Regions from separate parts of the Mus musculus genome. Here region 2 is linked to region 1. Evidence: chromatin contacts called from public HiChIP or PLAC-seq data. All regions are on one chromosome and are shown on one strand. The core of a region is the stretch at or near the end of the contact, and the rest is flanking DNA. Distances in the headings are between cores, read along the strand shown. Region 1 overlaps Auts2 (autism susceptibility candidate 2). Region 2 overlaps Auts2 (autism susceptibility candidate 2).

Region 1 (3,180 bases), core at 197-2,696:
GAGTGCTTACTATGCAGGCATACAGACCTGTGTTCGAATCTCCAGCATTCCAGTGAAAAGCTAAGCATACAATCGTAACTCCAGCACATAGGAATGGAGATAAGGATCTTAGGGGCAGGCTGGTTGCCACTCTAAATCCTAGTTCAGTTAGAGAGCCCGGCTCGAGGCAATAAGGCAGAGTAATAGAAGAGGATATCAGGTCCTCCATTGACATCCATGTGCTTGGTTGTATAGACATGTACACACGCATGTGTACACAAACACACACAGAGACTTTATAGAATGATGACAGAGATACAAAATACATGGAAATATCCAAGCAAGGTCACCTGAACTTATTCTTTTTTGGAGACACATGCTATATGGGGGTGGATTATGAGTTGACTCTTCATGGGGCTTTGTCTTATTCTCATTTAGACAATCAATTCCTTGAGGGTAGCGTGTCTCGTTTATCCTGCCTGCTCCCCCTGGAGGTGCTCGCCACCGCCGTTTATTAACTGATAGCTTATCTCTCTTCAAATTACTGCATTATAATTGAGCACCTCTATATGAGATACTCTGGGGAAATTTTTAAAAAATGTATGAAACCAAGTGCTTTGTAGGCAATCACCATGGCCGCCCCAGTCTTTATTAATTTTTTAAGAAGGGGGGAGAGACATGTGCACATGAGTGCCACACCCGTGGAGGTCAGAAGAGGGTTTCGATCCCCAGAAGCTGGAATTCATGTTGTGTGCCAGGAACAGAATCTGGGTCCTCTGCAAGAGAAGCAAGACTCTTGACCACTGAGCTGCCTGTCTAGCTCCTGCTTAAGTGTTCGGATGCAGCCCAGAGAGGTAGAGCTGAAAGCATGAACCCGAGTAAAGCTCAGAAGCAGAGCTGGCAAGATGGCTCAGCTGGTGAAGGCACTTAATCCCAAAGCCTGAGGACTGGAGTTCCATCTCTGGATCCCACACAGTAGAAGGAAAGAACCAAGTTATGCAAGTGGTCTTCTGATCTATGGTTGCATGTGCGCAAACACACACACACACACACACACACACACACACACACACACACACATATCACATCACATATACACAATTTAATTTTTTTAAAAATCCACAATATGGTGGAGGGAAGGTAGGTGTTTTTAAAACAATATCATTTAGTAAGGAAAAAGATAGCTCTGGAGTGGGGCAGATTTCATTACAAAGGAAGAACTAGAGGAGGCTCTGTAGATAAAGTGCCTGCCTTTTAGGCTTGGGGACTTAAGTTTCATCCCTAGAACCCACATAAAAAAGCCAGTGTTCTCTAATCTCAGCTTTGAGGAGGCACAGACAGGAAGATCCTTGGACTGCCAGATAGTCTAGCATTTTCCTGCATGTGTGGGGAGCCTAAGGCTAGGAACAAATGTGACGGAAGGCTGTAAAACCACATTTGTGATAAAGGTCTTCAACTGTCTGGACCAACCTGAAACCCAGCTCTCCTCAAACACAGTGAATGAGTGAAGTGGAAATCACTTGATGCTCTGATAGGTGGTGACTCCTGTTCTTGCAAGGTTACAAAACCGGTACTACCAGGAAAGCATTCAAAACTCAAGGTCTGAGGAAGGGAGGTTGCTCAGTGGGTAGTGCTGCCTGTGCAAGTGTGAGAACCCAAGTTCGTTTGGATCGCCAGAATCCACATTAAAAAGCTGGGTACATAGCAGGAACATCTGCAATCCCGGTGGGCTGAGGCAGTGGTGGGAGGTCAAGGGAGTCTCTCAAGCTTACAGGCCAGCCATCCTGACTTAGGCAGCAGCAAAGGAAAAAGAGCCTGTTTCAAAGAAGGTAGAAAGTGAGGGCTGATGCCTAAGGTTGTCTCCTGACTTTTACACCCATGCACACGCACACAGATCACACACACACATAACAGACCCTCCCCTCAAAGCCAAGCTCTGGAGAAATATGCATTTGGCTCCAGTTGTGAAGTCAGATGTCTAAGGAGACACCGAGGACTGTGATTATTCTAAGACAAAGAGAAGGGGGGACTTATCCTCGGGGACCCAAGTCTGCCTGTGGAAGCATCCCGCCCTGGCAGAGCCTCTCTGGAGGCGGGGCTTATGAGCTGCAAGGACAGAGGCACAGGGAGCAGATGGGGGAGGTGGCCCTTGGGGGAACTGGAGTGAGAGAGAGTGAACTTTATCCTGTGAGTCAGATTACCTAATTACACGGTGCCCTCTGTGAGAACTCTTTGGCCCACAGCCTTTAGATCAGCCTTATTTAAATGCTCTGGTCCCCGTTCTCTAGTGTGCTATTTGTAATTAGAGGAGCTTTTGATGTCAGAGTGCAAAGGGGGTTGGTGTGTCCCCTGAAGCCAATTTGTTTTATGGTAGGTGATTCCTCGGGGATGGCTGTGGCCAAGGTGAACCTACCGGCTGGAGTTTTGGCTACAGAGTTGAGTGGAGTTTTTTTCCACATGGGAAGTCTGTCTACCATGCTTGGAGATTAGAGATGATGATGATGATGAAGCTTCTCAACGACAGGGTATCTTGTAGCTTAGGCTGGCCCCCAACATCCTCCGTCTCAAAGGATGCCTTTAATTTTTGATCTACCTTCTCTCCCCTCCTAAATGATGGGATCGCTAGTATAGGCCACCACTGATGATTTCTGTCGTGCAGGGGATGGAACTCAGGGCTTCATGTATGCTGGGCAAGCACTCCACCAACTGAGCTCCATTCTCAGTCCCTCCTGTGAGATTTTTCTTTTTAAATCACTGCTAGGATCGGATATGCAGGATGGTTAATCTCGTCAACTTGACTGGATTTTAAAATTGCTGGGGAAAACTGTTATCCGTGAGAGAATTTTCTGGATTAAGTTAATTGAAGTGGAAAGATCCACCCTTAATGTGAGTGGCACTCTTCCCTGGACTGTGGTCTCAGACTAACTAAAGAGGAGAAAGCCATCTTGGTGAGCACCAGCTCTCTCATCCGTTTCCCGACTGCAGGCGCAATGTAAGCAGCTGCCTCGTACCTCTGACGCTCTGCACAGTGATGGACTAACCCCTTGAACTGTGAGCCAATGCAAATTCCTCATCCTCGAAGTGGCTTTTGTCAGCCATGTTGCGCAGCAAAGAGGAGAGTAACTAAGGGACACTTTGTTACCAGCACAATACAGCTGATGGCGTACCCTTGGGCATTCCTGCAGATGATTTATGTCCTGA
Region 2 (3,180 bases), core at 223-2,722, 100 kb after region 1:
CATCTACTTCAGTAAGGACCCACCTACTCCAATGAGGACACACCTACTCCAATGAGGACACACCTCCAAATAGGACCACTCCCCGAGCTAGGCATTCTTAAACGACCACAGAGTCACAGATGAAACCCAGGGTCAAAATGACTGAAATTTATTATGTATACGTATGAGGGTGTCAAACAATTTTAGAAAAGAAAAAGATGAAAAAACTGAAGAGGAGATAAAACTGAGATTGTCCTGTGACACCCATTTGTCCATATATACATACACAAGGAGGTGTGCACATGCACACACACACACAATTTACTACCTGGTTTTTTACAGAACAAGTGTGAGCAGCCATGCTCTAGGAGACAAGCTTCATTGTGTTATGTTGAGAAGCTAAGAGAAGGGAAGTAAGAGATCCACAAGAAGCTCATATGACAGCATGTAAATCTTCTAATAACAGCCAATGATGATGCGCTAGCGCTCCATTTGACAGAGACATACATCCTTTTAGTTCATGTCTTCAGGAGCAGCAACAATTGCCCCCTGTGATGATGTAGGAACCAAAAGCGATACAGAAACCTGAGTGCTTCCTCATTCAAGAAAATTATTAATCAATAAAAGGCAAAATTGTCTATATCTTCAAACTTGTATCTCTCGTTCTCAAACCCTTAAGTCAAGATACTTTTAGGAAAATATTATAGTTCATGGTGGCATTTGGTCTAAGTCTGTAATTTCTGGGTACTTAAAAAATTTAAACTATGCCAGGTGTGGTGGTACATGTTTTTAACCCCAGTGATTGAGAGGCAGAGTCTGGAAGATCTCTGAGTTCAAGGCCAGCCTGGTCTATAAAGTGAGTTTCAGGACAGTCAGGACCACTCAAAGAAACCTTGTTTCAAAAAGTAATTCCCCCCCCCCAACCCTCCCTCAAATAGATTGCTCATAGAAACATAATAGAAAGAATAATTTTGAATAATAATACCGACTACTATAGCAATTCAGAAACAGGCGGTTTAGAATTTAGTAGTCATCTTCTTAAAGGACTCATTCACTTATGTTATGTGTGTGGACTAGAGGATATACTTGTATGACTGCGGGTGGCCATGGCGGTAAGAAAAGGGGATCAGAGAGTTCCACATGGTTGGGAGCCACCTGGCAAGGGTGGTAGATGCTGGGACCCAAAGTCGTATGAAAGAGCAGCGAGTATCCGAGTATCCTTAATCACTGAGCCACCTCTTTAACCCCAAGAAGTTGCTAATTCTTAAGATCCCAGGAAAGAAAACAAATCCCCAATGCCAAACTATGTCTAGCTTAACATGTCAGGGTTCTGACCACAGCTCAGTTCCTGCACAGGCTGCACTAACTCAACTGATTTCTTCCTTTCTTCCTTTTTATTTTTTTATTTTTTCTTCTGAGAGTAATGAGGATCGTTACAAATATTGCTATTGACTGGCTGTTAAGCAGGCTACACATTAACCTTGCCTCTTGAAAGGCCCGACTGGGGAGTGGCAGTGAGCTGTTCCCTTTCCTGCATTCCATACTGCCAAGCTGGGCTCAAGATGAGAAGGGACAAAAAGAAATTCTCATTTATGAAATAGTGGACATGAGCACAAAGAAGCTAGGTGAGGCTGGTAAACCCCTGGCACATACATCCATGTTGATGTGGGTACTCGGAAAACGCTGAGGTTGCCTGGTCTCCAGAGTGCAGCAGCCTCCGACAGGACCTAAAAACAGCCTCACTTCTAACAACTCTAGCCTCTGATAGCCATGTGATTTTACACAGGAAAAGACCTCTCCTGTGGGTGTGTGCTTTGTTCTAAGCAAATCTCAATACTTTGAACACAGGATCAGTTCTGTGTCCTTGGAAATGAACTTTCCCTGAGAGCTGTGGGCATGCCAAATACATTGGAAGGGAGGGAGGGAGGGAGGGGGGAGGGAGGGAGGGAGGGAGGGAGGGCAGGCTAGCTGGGCTAGGGTTGGCTGAGGGGTTACACATAAGGATCTGAGTTAAGATCTCCGGCATTCATGCAGAAGTCAGGTATGGATGCCTCTGTCTAGCGTGGGAGATGGAGACAGGAAAATTGGCGGCTTGCTGGCCAGTGAGCCCAGGTGAAAGGCTGAATTCCAGGATCAGTGAGTGACCCTGTCTCAAAAGTTAAGGTTGAGAGCAATAGAGGAAAGTACTGACGTGGCCTATGCTCTTTATCCATGTTTACATGGGCAAGTGTACACAGGCATGTACACACACACACACACACACACACACACACACACACACACACAGAGAGAGAGAGAGAGAGAGAGAGAGAGAGAGAGAGAGAGAGAATGTTCTTCCAGTCCAGCTTATCAAGGAAGAGTGGAACACAGGAGTGGAGAACATGGAGACGCCTCCCCTCTTTCCCCCAACAGAAGTTTGGAAAGGGCACTTGCTCTACAACTCTTGTACTGGTAGAGACATTCTACAGGTTTCAAAGCAGATGAACTCTATCTATACAGCACAGAACTTGGCCTAAAGACACCAGAACTCAGTGACTTACATTCTCTTCGAAGTATGCAAGTGACCATCTTGAAGCCAAATTAATAGTGGGAAAAACCAGTGTCTACACTAAGACAAAAGTGTAGTTATGTTAAGATCCAAAGCAACATTATGAACTAACCAGTACCCCTGAGCTCTTGACTCTAGCTGCATATGTATCAAAAGATGGCCTAGTCGGCCATCACTGGAAAGAGAGGCCCATTGGACTTGCAAACTTTATATGCCCCAGTACAGGGGAATGCCAGGGCCAAAAAGTGGGAGTGGGTGGGTAGGGGAGTGGGGGTGGGGGAGGGTATGGGGGACTTTTGGGATAGCATTGGAAATGTAAATGAGGAAAATACCTAATAAAAATATTTTTTAAAAAAACCTCAAAAGAAAATAAGGAGGAAGAGTGGGTACATCCATTAAAAAAAAAAAAAAAAAAGGATCCAAAACAGAGCGTACACTTCAAGCCCCTTTGGTTTTAAACTCTCTCAAAGGTGTGTAGGGTGGGGCTGTTTCTTTGTTGTGTATGTGTGTGTGTGTGTGCACGTGTATGTGCATATGTGTGTGCTGATGCCCGTTGGAGACCAGAAGAAGGTGTCAGAGCTTGTGAAGTTGGAGTTCCAGGTAGTTGTGAGCTACCAGGCAGGTCCTGGGAACCCAAGTAGGATTCTCTCAAT

The links. HiChIP or PLAC-seq counts read pairs in DNA pulled down with a chosen protein or histone mark.
Region 2: an H3K4me3 HiChIP or PLAC-seq map of intestinal crypt epithelium shows a contact between it and region 1, with 7 read pairs. The contact joins two enhancer-like sites. A contact is called at or near these places in 3 of 484 Hi-C or Micro-C datasets (immediate neuronal precursor and nephron progenitors) and 3 of 115 datasets of contacts at active chromatin or transcription factors (differentiating embryonic stem cells, intestinal crypt epithelium and pancreatic cancer cells).

Annotation. Positions count from the first base shown.
Region 1 is chr5:131,731,350-131,734,529 of GRCm38.p6, forward strand. The region is part of intron 5 of Auts2 (autism susceptibility candidate 2); the gene reads right to left. Among named protein-coding and RNA genes, the nearest start is that of 4930563F08Rik, 150 kb to the right of the region's middle. Within about 2 kb of position 1,447, at least 41 of the 459 cell types and tissues checked have an H3K27ac peak or open chromatin away from gene starts, as enhancers often do. A contact at or near this core is called in intestinal crypt epithelium, where this site is marked.
Region 2 is chr5:131,834,724-131,837,903 of GRCm38.p6, forward strand. All of the region lies in intron 4 of Auts2 (autism susceptibility candidate 2), which reads right to left. Among named protein-coding and RNA genes, the nearest start is that of 4930563F08Rik, 44 kb to the right of the region's middle. Within about 2 kb of position 1,473, at least 14 of the 459 cell types and tissues checked have an H3K27ac peak or open chromatin away from gene starts, as enhancers often do. A contact at or near this core is called in intestinal crypt epithelium, where this site is marked.